2 separate regions of the Arachis hypogaea genome follow, and region 2 is linked to region 1. A link is a contact called in public Hi-C data. All regions are on one chromosome and are shown on one strand. Each heading gives the region's core, a stretch centred on a gene start, on an enhancer-like site or on the middle of the called end of the contact. The rest is flanking DNA. Distances are from core to core; before and after follow the strand shown. Region 1 holds the start of LOC112720513 (SUMO-conjugating enzyme SCE1). Region 2 holds the start of LOC112720514 (kinesin-like protein KIN-4A).

The links. A called contact is a pair of places that touch in the nucleus more often than the background predicts.
Region 2: a Hi-C map of leaf shows a contact between it and region 1, with 6 times the contacts expected there. The contact joins the promoter of LOC112720514 here to the promoter of LOC112720513 in region 1. A contact is called at or near these places in 4 of 8 Hi-C or Micro-C datasets (leaf and an unstated tissue).

Annotation. Positions count from the first base shown.
Region 1 is chr11:20,605,066-20,611,548 of arahy.Tifrunner.gnm2.J5K5, forward strand. LOC112720513 (SUMO-conjugating enzyme SCE1) reads right to left here and starts at 4,394. Exons shown (of 6, transcript XR_003162203.3): 1 at 3,942-4,394; 2 at 3,752-3,835; 3 at 2,016-2,168; 4 at 1,801-1,914; 5 at 1,589-1,699; 6 at 1,143-1,463.
Region 2 is chr11:20,779,456-20,785,520 of arahy.Tifrunner.gnm2.J5K5, forward strand. It overlaps LOC112720514 (kinesin-like protein KIN-4A), which reads left to right and starts at 2,584. Exons shown (of 26, transcript XR_003162204.3): 1 at 2,584-3,344; 2 at 4,702-4,848; 3 at 4,933-5,088; 4 at 5,291-5,544.

The sequences.
Region 1 (6,483 bases), core at 3,144-5,643:
GGTTGGAACGCCGCTGCGGAGAAGGTTGGGTGTCGCGGCTGTTTGGTGGAAAACGAGAGGAGACCCAGGAATGGAGAAGGTGGCCGCTGCCGCTCTGGGCTTTGGTGGAGAGTTGGAGCTGGCGCTGTAGTTTCTGGGCTCAGCGGAGGTGAGAAGAGGGGAAGAAGAGAAAGGGGCGCGGCGGTGTGGGTTGTCGCCGGAGGTTGTGATGAAGGGAGGTGGCTGTGGCGGTGCTGAGGTGATGGTGATGGAGGTTATGGTGGCTGGGAAGAGACAGTGATGGATGGGGATGATGGTGAAGAAGATGAAGATGATGATGGTGAATGGTTGGCTCAGATATGGCTTTGAGGGGGTGAGAGTGCCACGTAGGTTCGGAAACCCACGAACCAAGCTCAGATCCAAGTCAGGGCACTTTTGTCATACGGACAGCATCTATCATGGGTACAAGATTAGTTTCAAGCTTTCATGAGTACAAATGTCAGCGTTTTCATCTTTCATGGGTACAAATGGTCATTTATTCGAAAGAAAAGGAAAAGTTGTCGAAGAAACCCGTATGCATAAACATGTGACTTGATGAGTTTAATTTTAATGCACTCACGTTTTATGAAGTTGTACAATTATATCTTTTTTTTTTTCGTTTTATGAAGTTGTACAATTATATCTATTTTTTTTTTTTGAATAACCATTCACAGTCAATGTGAAAAATAGTTATTTTTACTGATTAGATGTACATGTAAAACTATTAAAACTATTATACAACGACAGTACATCAAAATTAAATTCTTAATACAACAGTAAATATAAAATCGGTTCCCTTTTTTCTTTGGGGGTTCGGTTTCCACAATTTTATTTGGTTCCGGTTGTTTTTGAAGACCTTATACAGAGAAAGAGCAAAGCAGTGAAAAAAAAAAAGAGAAAAAAAACGATAACCGTATCTCTGCATCATTTTCGGTCCAGCATAAAGGATTAGTCATTAGACTGACTTCGATTCCTCAAGTTCTACTGAGGGAATGCCACTAAAGCAATTTCCAGGTTTAGTGTGAAGCAATGGTTTCTGGTACAATTTATACTGCAATTGTTTCAGGAGTCTATGTGCAACAACAAATCGAATAACAAAGAAATCAAAGAAGACACGCATGCAATTCATTCACCTGAACTGTTATCCATTCATATAGAAATGCATCAGCAAACATCAGGCACATGCCACCAACATGTATTCATTTGTTGATTCCACATTGTTTATATATTAACACTTAATCCAAATCGGAAAGTAAACAGAAATACCATAATGTATGCAAAATATTGTAGCCAACAATCACAGATGACAGAACAGTTTTAAGCTATAGCGCATGAGAGCATTTACGATGCAAAAACAGTTCCTAAGGTGAGCTGTGGTATCACTAGATTATTGGTGGGTATTGCTTTGCCTGCTGCCTGACCCTTCTTTTATACTCTGTAGCATCCTGCAAAAATAAGACAATACTACAATGTTAAGAGACCTTTTATAATAAGAAATTAATTGCCCCACTTCACCTGGGGGCAACAAGGGGCATAAAATGTTACTGCATAATCGTTTCTGGGCACCTACTAATATTTCACCATGTCCAAACCCAACTTCAAGTAGGTGAGTGGTCAATTTAACAATCCTCGGTGAAGAGGGCTGCTAGGATGGAGAAGAGACACTTTGAAAAGCATGTGACTGTCTCGCATTTGTATGGATTATATGATCAGTCATTCTTTAAACTCTGAAAGAGACTACAAAAGAAAGAAAAGAAATGTCCGATTTCTTAGGTTAGATACCTGGATAAATAGATGATATCCCTCTGTCTGAGCAGGATCAGCAGGATTTGGCTGGTCAAGCAAATCCTGGATACCAACAAGAATTTGCTTCACTGTTATAGCTGGTCTCCACCCCTACAATGACAATAAATCTGTAAACCTGTTTGCTCACTGACATGTAAATCAAACTATATAAGTTAGTCTCAAGCAGTCCTACACAAGAGAGATGAACTTACACTATCCTCATTAAGTATAGACAAGCAAACAGTTCCAGATGGATAGACATTAGGGTGGAAGAAGCCTTGTGGGAATTTACACTTCGGAGGCTTGCTAGGGTAGTCTTCACTGAAGTGCATTGTAAGGGGGAAAAAGCCACCTTCCCAATCAGTCTGCAACATATGAAATGTAAACTTGATAGAATGCAAATAACAGGCTCACTATTCGACAAGCTGCTTTCTTAGGTGGGACACAGCTCACAGTTGTCAACTGAAATTATGACCCACACAGCAATTACACACAAAAACACAGACACAAAGGGTACTTAGAAGCTAGAATCAGAAGTGGGAAATGGAAACAGTACCGGAAAAAGTTTTAACAGAGCAGTAAAAGAACAATCAAGAAAAGTAACAACCAAAGCAGTGATTTGGCTACACAGAGAAACCAAACAAGACAGATGTCAAGATAAAGCAACAAAATAGCACTTTTAACAAACATCCAATTAAAACAAAAACAAATGCAGTTACTAAAAATTGAAGGGAAAAAATAAGAACTGAATCTCAGCAAACGGCTAATTGTAAAGGGTGTTTTGAAATCGTTGCAACTCATGATACAAGTATGATTCAAAGTCTGCCATTATCAAATTTCAGAAACAACAAATCAGATCATGTGCGATCTAAATTATGCATCCAGAAGTTCTAGTTCTAAGCATGATCCTAGTGGCTTACAGCCTTTCAATAATTGCAAAAGACATTAAACAAGGGGGAAAATGTTCCTATCCTTTTAACTCACTAAACGCAGTGACTAAGGGGTAGAATGTCAAGATCATTAATGTTAAAAATTAATAGTTGCCAATCTTTCCGACTGCCTAAAAGAATCAATCTTTTATTTTTACCGATAGTGACATGCTGGATTACTTAAAATTCCATATTAACCAAAACAGTTAAATAGGGTTTAATTTTGATGCACTGAAAGTATAAAAAATTTTACACGATCATCCAAATAAGATTCATGTGTTCAGATGATTTTTTAAGTAGTGGGTTTAAAAAGTTAGTTATTTTGACTGATGTGCCTACACACAATGTAAAACTCAAAAGACTGAAAATGCATAAAAAATTAAAAAGTAAACTGGTTAAATTCACTGTTTTCCTTTCCTAACAAGGTGAGTGACTTTTCCCATTAGTTTCCTTTATGGCAGTTGAAATCCCTGAGCTCCAACCGACCTATTTAATGGAATTAGATTTGGCATTGCTGTTTTACAAAATACAAATCGCCAATGCTAAATACACACCCAAAATTACTAAGCACACACCTTTTCTCTTAATTGACAAAAATACATACACACTAAAATAAGAATAAAAGGCTTGCTCCTAATAATTTGGATGTTCACACTACTGAATTCAAGTTATTCACATAAAAATAACAACAATAATAAGAAAATAAAAACATAGATGAAATTCCCTCTATTCACACGACATCTTTAGCAATAATTTTTCTTTTATAAAAGAAAATTTTGAAAAATACAATTTATAATACTCAGTTTCAGCCCAGAAGGAAAACCTAAAATCACAAGCCCATAATAAGCATGAATCAAATTTCACGCAACTCCAACATTGACAAGTGCCAATTCAAAATCGACCAACACATGATCAGAAGCAAAACCATCAAGTTAAATCGCAGAAGTAGGGAATTCAAGTTGGTAATCACAAAACACCAAAGGAACCAACTAATTTAAGTAAGAAAAAGAGAAACTCACCCCAGACTTCCCAGGAATAGTGCAATGCCACACCATCAAATTCACCGTACCATCAGGCAGCGTCTCCGGTTTCGCCACAAAACCCTAAATCACAATCAAAAAAGGAAAAAATACCACCGTTCAGAATTAACCCTAGAAAAAATAATTCGAACAGAAAAAGAGGAAAGAGGAATGGTTGTTGGACACTAACATGAGGATGATTCTTGCGCCACGACTTGCGCTCCTCAGCGAGTCGTCCACGAGCAATACCAGACATGTTTTCTTCTTCTTCTGAGTCACGAACTCGTTCGCACCGAGTTAGCTCAGTGGCGCTTTGGTTTGCTTTATAAACGCGCTTTCTGCTTTTCTTCTTTTCCCCAAACCCCTCTTAGTTTTTTGGGCGAGAGAGTGGTATGGCTTGTAGGATTTGTGGGAAGTGACAAGTGAACAAAAACAAACGCCTTTCAAGTTGTTGATTGTATTTGTATGCAATACTTTGGAACGAAACGTACGGTCATGATTCAATCGTGAGGCAACTTGTTTCGATTCTGGGGGCGGGAAAAACGTTGTCGTTTCGTATTTTTCTGTCTCCTTTTATTTTTTCAAAAAAATAAAAAATGGAGAAATGAAAAGCTTCAAAGTCAATGCTTATTTATTCCAACCTTGCGTCAGAATCACGCCGACGTAGTCTTAACGCCTTCACGTGACCAAAATACCATTTTGAAAGAAAAAATAAAATGAAGTTCAACTCTTTTTTTAATTTTTAAAATTAGAAAGTTTGAATTTTTTTCTTTTTTAAATTTTTTTGAGAAATTAACATATATTTTGAAATTTTTAAGTACTAAAAAAAATAATTAAGAGAATGAATTGAAACTCTGAATTTTTTTTTTGTCTTTCAACTATCTTCTGAACTTAAAAATAATAATAAATTAATTTTTGTTGTGATAAGAAATAAATGTCCATTTAATATGGACCATTCATATTTTTAGAAATTAATTTAGTAATGGATAAAATAATGGTGATAATCATAAATATGAGTGTATAGTGTGTTGTCTATAAATGTGAACATGCGTTGCTCAATCACCTGCAAAACATAGGTAATGTTTTGCTAGAGATAAAAACTAAAAATCTGCAACCTGCTGCAAAAACGCAGACTACGATTGGTAGAGAAGGGCAACCACGTCTCGAAATATGTCCCTTGGCCCCCTGCATGCAAATATGAGTAGCCTTTGACCAGCCTAAAGTTCCCAAAACGCAGCTTGCGTTTGGCAGGCGGAGAAGGCAAATCCCAGGTTGCGATTGGCAGCCTCTATCCTCGTATGCGCGACACGTGTTGACATAGGTGATGAATCCGGTCTTTAAAATCCCAAATGTAGGTAAGTGTTTGTCTGTTTAAAGAAGAAGTAAGAGTGAAATATTTTGACAAGAGTTGTGTTAGGGGCTAAAAGCAAGGGTTAGTGTGGAGGAAGAAGAATACGGTAAAGGGTTAGAGTTTTAGTGAAAAAAATAAAAAAAATGGAGTAAAACCTGAAAAACACATCATTGAATATTTGGATCATCCTCAATGAATAAGTTTTTTTATTTTTAATTTTATGATCAATAAATAAATAAATATATTCATTTGTATTTTATGTATTTGTGTTTTAATTATTATTATTATTATTATTATTATTATTATTATTATTATTATGCATTTTTGCTATTATTATTGTTATTATTATTGTTAGTGATATTATTATTGTTATTATTATTATTATGCTTAAGTGTGCGAAAAATATTGTTATCATAATTAATATAATAGAATATTGTTTAGGATAATAATAATAAATTATTATTTTCTAATAATAAATAATACTATTTAATAAATAAACTTTTATTATGTTTTAATAATTTATTCAAATAAATTGTTATTATTTTTTAATAATAAATAATACTATTTAATAATCTTTTATTATTTTTTAAGATAATAATAATACTACTGTTTAATAAATTATCATTATGTTGTCTTTATTATTTTTTTTAATATAATAATAGCTGTTATTATTAATAGATTTTTAATAGAATATTATTTTTAAAAACTTTGTTATGGTTATTATTATGGTTATTATTATTATTGTTAATATATATATATATATTTTGCAAGTTATCAGAAATTTGTTGCTAAGGAAATTCGATCTGCTAGATACCTTTAACGAGGTAGTTGCAGCGTTATTGGCATTTATTGGGTTTCAACACGTTTTGTGAGTAGACGAAATGAGAGGTTATTCTGCACTGTTGAATGCATTGGTGGAACGATGGAGGCCGAAAACTCACACGTTTCACCACGATAACGCTGGAAGACGTTATACATCTACTTGGTCTCTCGGTTAATGGGGATCCCGTCATAGGTAGAACAGATAGCAGTCACCAGTTTCTGGTGGAGAACTGCATTGCTTGTTTTGGTCGAGAGCCAGGTCCGCAGGATCACGTCTTGGGTAAGGTGAATCTTGCATGGGTCCGGCGGTGTAGAGACACCGAACCGTGTGACACGCACGAGTCCATTGAGCGGTACATTCGGGCTCACATTTTCTGTGTGTTTGGAACGGTTGTGTTTCCGGATAAGTCCACCACTTCATTGAACTCGAAGTTTCTTCCTCTACTTCGAAATTTTCACTGGATTCCAGCATACAGTTGGGGGCAACCAGTCTGGCACATCTATACAGATCGTTGTGTCATGCATCACTATACAATAGGAAAGAGATGGATGGGCCACT
Region 2 (6,065 bases), core at 1,334-3,833, 170 kb after region 1:
GTAGGATCGTGAAGGGGAGTAGATTGCTTAGAGCTTCATCTTCTACTACAATGAGAAACCTAGAGGTGGCTTGATAAGAGGACATGAGTCACTTCAACATGGTGGATTGCTGCAGTAGAGGAGGTTAACTTGATGAGAGGACATGAGTTAATCACTTACGGCTGCCATTGAAGGAATCAGAAGGTTATTGAAGAAGACAATAAGAAAAGTTAATTCGGAAAGACAAAGCATTTTCGAAGTCTCAACCGTTCTCATACCATTGAATTCTTATCTATCTAGTAATGTTCTATTTATCTGTTTTACATACTTTTCGTGACAAACTCTAATTTCTATCCGCCTAACTAAGATTTGCAAGGTATCCACTGCTTGCTCAAACCAACAATCTCCTTAGATCGATCCTCACTCACTTGAGATATTACTTGGACGACCCGGTATACTCAAGAGGTTGAGTAAGTTCGAAGGTCAGTACGATAATGTTGAAGTGTGTTTAAGGCCGTGACATATTGGTGCAAATGTCTCTATATAATCTATCTTAAGAATTTGTACATATCCTTTTACTACGAGTCTTGCCTAATTTTAAATAGATCTATTGAGACTAAATTTAGTCTTGTATATATATAATTTGATTTCAATAACATTTTTATTTAAAAGGTAATTTACCAGCTCACAAGTGTTATTCTTGTCGAATATGATTTTTTAATTGTATTTTTTCATTCTTCTTGCTTTTTTACTTTCTCAAAGTTTGTAAGCTCCATCTCGACAAAATTACATGTTTCACATATATTTTATAATCTTTTTTTTGAAAAAAGAATCAATAATTGTTGTTATTGTCGAAAAAATTATGCTTGTTTTTTCTTATTCTTGTTCTTCTAAACTTATATTTATAAGGTAGTTGCGATACTAACACAACAAATCTACAATTTCAAAATACATAAATTTTTTTTTAGACCAAAAAAAAAAAAAAACACACACACAAGTTAATGACAAATTAAACATATAAAGTACAAGAACTAAATATAAAATTCTAGTTAAAACTTAAAAATTGTATATCTTATACTCTTTCAAAACTCACACAAATTACTAAATACAAAACACAAAAAAATTGTAATTGATAAAAAAAAATTATAAAAATTTCAAACTAATTAATAGTGAATATGTATTCAACATCAAAGAAATACAAAAAATAAAGAAATATAAAATTATAAATTTAAAAAATTGAAATATTATTAGTTATCTTTTGTGTGATATATATATATATATATTTAAAAAATATTTTAAATACAAAATTTTAATATATTTTTTTTGTATGTACAACTTTTTTTAAAAATTTAAGTTAATAGGAGGAGTCAACATAAATAATTATATTTTTAATAAGTTTCTTTAAGTAAGAATTTTTTTGGATTTATTTGATTTTTTTTACATAATTTTTTATTTATTTTATGCTTTTTTTTTTAATTCACCAAGCATTGAACGTTAGACTTTTTAAACATAGAGATATAATACTATTTTATGATACTATTTTTTTAAAAAAATTTAAACTAATAAAAAAATAATATAAATTATTATATCTCTAATAAATATAATCTTAAAAAATAAGATTTTTTTATTTTTAATATTTAATAATTTTATACGAGTTATTTTTTTGCTAATTTATTTATAAAGCCAAAAGTTTAAAAATGAGAAAGAGATTAGAGTCAAATTTTATTTTATTTTTGTAAATTCTTTTTAAATTATGATTTAAATATATTAAAAAATTCAAATTAAATATGCACATTATTTATTAAATAGTAAATACAATAATTCAATAAAATATTCATGCTTTATAGCTTTTATAGTATTTAAAAATTTGTCGAGAATTTATTGCGAAATTCTTAAACACCTAATAATTATGAGAAAATTTAAAAGGTGAACACTTTTATTAAAATTTGATCAACACTTAATAAAAAAATAAATAATTTTATATTATTAGATAAAATTTTACACCATAAAAAATATTAATAATAACTAATTAATAATTATAAATCACAAAATTTACTCACTAACACTCTTCAATAATTATTATGTTCTTAAAAAGTCCAACAAGAGCTAATAGTCTGCATCCAGTCAATGCTGCCACATTTATCAATGCTAATTAATTATTTACTAGTTAATTACAACTACAAGTGAGATTTTTGTTTCTTTAAGTGATTTTCCTTTTCCTACGTCTAGATTCAAACAGCTTTGATTTTATTGACGCAACTTTTCTAATTGAATTTAGGTAATATGCGCCTTTAAGGAATGTAATAAATTTATCATTAATAAAAATATTTAAATTTTTTTCATAAATACAAAATAAAATACATTAAAAATTTATTTTTTATATTTTTAATATAATAAAAAAATTTAATTTATAATTTTAACATGTATTTTTAAAAGACATAAAATAAATAAATTTTTATTAACACATAATCATTTATTATATTTTATAACAATAATTTAAAATTTATAATTTAGGTTTTAAAAAACGTTATGATCCTTTTTTTTTACGCATTAGCATAAAGCATTCGCCATAATATTCACACCTACCAAAACATTGATGGAAATGGAGATTTTGTCCGTTGAATATTAACCGGAATAAAATGACATAAAATAAATTCGGAGGGAAAAGGGCGTGGTGGGAGAGAGAAAAGAGCGACAGAGTGAAGATAGTAGTGCACTTGTGCTTCGGAACTTGCCACGAGAAGAAGAAATTAATAATAATAATAATAATAATAATAATAATAATAAACAAGGAATAAGGAGAGAGAGAGAGAAAGAGAGAGAGAGCATCGGAATAGGCAATAGCGCATAGCTATTAGTCACTGCCATACAAGAAGCAAGAAGTAGTGAAGAAGAAAAAGTGTGAAACAGTTCAATGTAGTGTTAATTGTGGTGGTTGTTGTGATTGCGGTTGCTTTTTGTTTTCTGCTCCGCTACTCTTCAAACCACCGCGCTTTTCGTTCTTTCCTTCTCTCTCAATTTCTTCACTCAACAACCACTACTCTTTCTCATGCTCTCTCTCTCTCCTGCTGTTAAAAATCTATTTCCCTCTCTCTCTCTCTCTCTCTTGCAGCTGTATCGTTATCTTAAGTTCTAATCTTCCTAATTGATCACACATTGGGACTCGTTTTCCTTCCCCTGGAACCTCGATTAACCTCTAATCTCTCTCCCTAATTTTCTTTTTCTTTTAATTTTCTTTTTCTGTTTCGATGGAGACATCGGAGAATTGTTCTGTGAAAGTTGCTCTTCACATTCGTCCGCTCATTGCTGATGAACGACAGCAAGGTTGCAGAGAATGCGTTTCAGTTACGCCTGCGAAGCCTCAGGTACCTCGAAATTCGTCTCTTCACCTTCGTCAACATGATGCTTCTTTTTCTTTAACTGTTTTTTTGTGTGATTATTATTAATGTGTTTTGTCGTTTAGTGGATGCACTTCATTAATTAATGGTGCGTTCGTGAATTTTGTTTTGGTGGTGTGGAGGTTGCTTAATTATTATCATTTAGAAAAGAATATATATATTTTTTTGGGTTTTGAAAATGTAATGTTATTTGTTTATTCCTTTCTTGATTGCTTACCATGTTGAATGTGTAATTTTGCGTAAATCATTTTGTAGAGTCAAAAAGAAATGATCAAAATAATTGTTTCAAAAATTATGCTGAAGTACTGTTTGTTCATGTCATAAGTCATAACATACTTTCCTGTTGCTTTTTTTCTTTATTATTATTATTATTATTATTATTATTATTATTATTATTTATTTTTTTTCTATCCAAAAATTTTCAAAATGCTAAACTACTCCCACTCAAGCGATAATTTTTTGTTGAATTAATTTTATTAAAAAATTATCCAAAATTTTCAAATTACTTCTACATTCTACTCCTGCTATCAGCTACAACCTCAGAAACGAGATGGTGAGAGAAGAGGGGAAAGGTGAAAAATAATCGTATGTGTTCATTAATTATTAAAATTAGAATTCACACATATAAGTCTTGGTGGTGTAGAGTGTGTGGAGGCGCAGAAGGGTTGGTGTCCGTTTGTGTTTGTGAATCGTTCGTATTTGTGTGTGTTGATAGTGATGTTGATGCTATTTGTGGATAAAAATGATAGTTTAGCACCTTATAAGTTAACACTGAAGTATTACCGAGATTTATTCAATATTACATAATTACTTTATCAATTCATTAATCAATTACTTAATGACTTAATACGTTGTTGGAATTTCACCATCGCAGGTAAACTCAACGCAAGAAATTTATAGGATAATCGCTTCTTTATTTGAAGCCTAGACACCCTAATCACGTTTAGAAAATTACTCTATTATTAAGAGCAGGGAGTAAAACGATTATTGCTGTAAGTGAGAGGTCATCATCAGTCAAAATTAAAGTAAAAAAACATGTTCCCTCTAATATGGATTATTGCACATTAAGATGGACTTAAACTCCGTACGGTACTATGACATGGATTTACTACCATATTAGTTGAGTTGCAGTTTTATAGATGCATTTAATTACATTTTCATGAATGCTAGGATAAATAAAATGCCAATTGATTAAAATTTGCTTGTTTTGAAGGTTGAAACTATGGAATCATTCTATTCTGATACTGTGTCACTTCACTGTAATATCTATCAGTGACCTTGATAACCTTCACATTTTTAATGTGTATTTTTTTTGGATGATCAGGTCCAAATTGGGTCACATTTCTTTACATTTGATCATGTTTACGGAAATGGTGGGTCTCCTTTGGCTGATATGTTCGAAGAATGCATTGCCCCGTTAGTTGATGGCTTATTCCAAGGATATAATGCTACTGTACTTGCGTATGGCCAGGTGAGATCGATCTTGCATGTTATACACTCGAAGTTGGAAAAGACCATTCTATTCGTTTGTATCTGACGCACATATACTCCACAGACAGGATCTGGGAAAACATATACAATGGGAACTGGCTATAGTGACAATTGTCAGACACAGGCTGGATTAATTCCTAAGGTTATGAATGCCTTGTTCAGCAAGATTGAAACACTAAAGCATCAGACAGAATTTCAGTTGCATGTGTCCTACATTGAGGTATATTATCCATAACTTTGATAGTGTGTATTTGCACACTCTTGTCAAATATTTAACATATATAGTGATTTGTTCATTAAAATTTGAATCATTTGATTATAAACCCGCCTAAACATTTTATGAATTATGGATGATCCATGTTAAATGGATTTTCCTTGCAGCCGTTTGTTTTGAGGACTTACTTGTACAATTTATTTTACAGATTTTGAAGGAAGAGGTGAGGGACTTGTTAGATTCTATATCTAACAGTAAATTGGAATCTGCTAATGGCAATTCTGGAAAAGCAACTGTTCCTGGGAGAACACCGATACAAATTCGTGAAACCTCAAGTGGAGTCATAACACTGGCAGGATCAACTGAAGTTGCTGTGAGTACACTACAGGAGATGTCTACTTGCTTGGAGCAGGGTTCTTTAAGTAGGGCAACAGGAAGTACAAATATGAACAACCAGTCCAGGTAAATAATGTGCTCTCAGTCTAATGCCAATTGTAAAAAGATGTTAAATATGTCATTTTATGCTCGAATACATTGAAAATTTGAAACAGCTTCACATTTTTGGTGTATATGTCTGGTGATGTGTTTACATTCTGTGTACTTTTCCATGCTGACAACATCGGAATATTAGCTAATACATTCGTATTAGTTTAATTTTGAAAATTGCATTCAATTTTATGATGAAGATGAGCACGTCACGTAGTCATTCTTTATATTGAAAAATCACATGTTCTCTAGATAGGAGGGCACAATAATTTTGATAAGTTTTATGAAACACAGTATCATTTTGTTGGTACCATAGTTATCAATAATTTGGTTTGGGTGGTACTGATGTTTTTGAAGATAGTTTTTTTAAATCCTTTTTCCTAGTAGAAGTAGGCTTTGCACTTTAGCTTTTTATGGTGATTTCCATTTGATTTTAAACTCAAACAAGAAGTGATAGAAAAGCTTTATTTCTATGTTTTCCACCATAATTTTTGTTA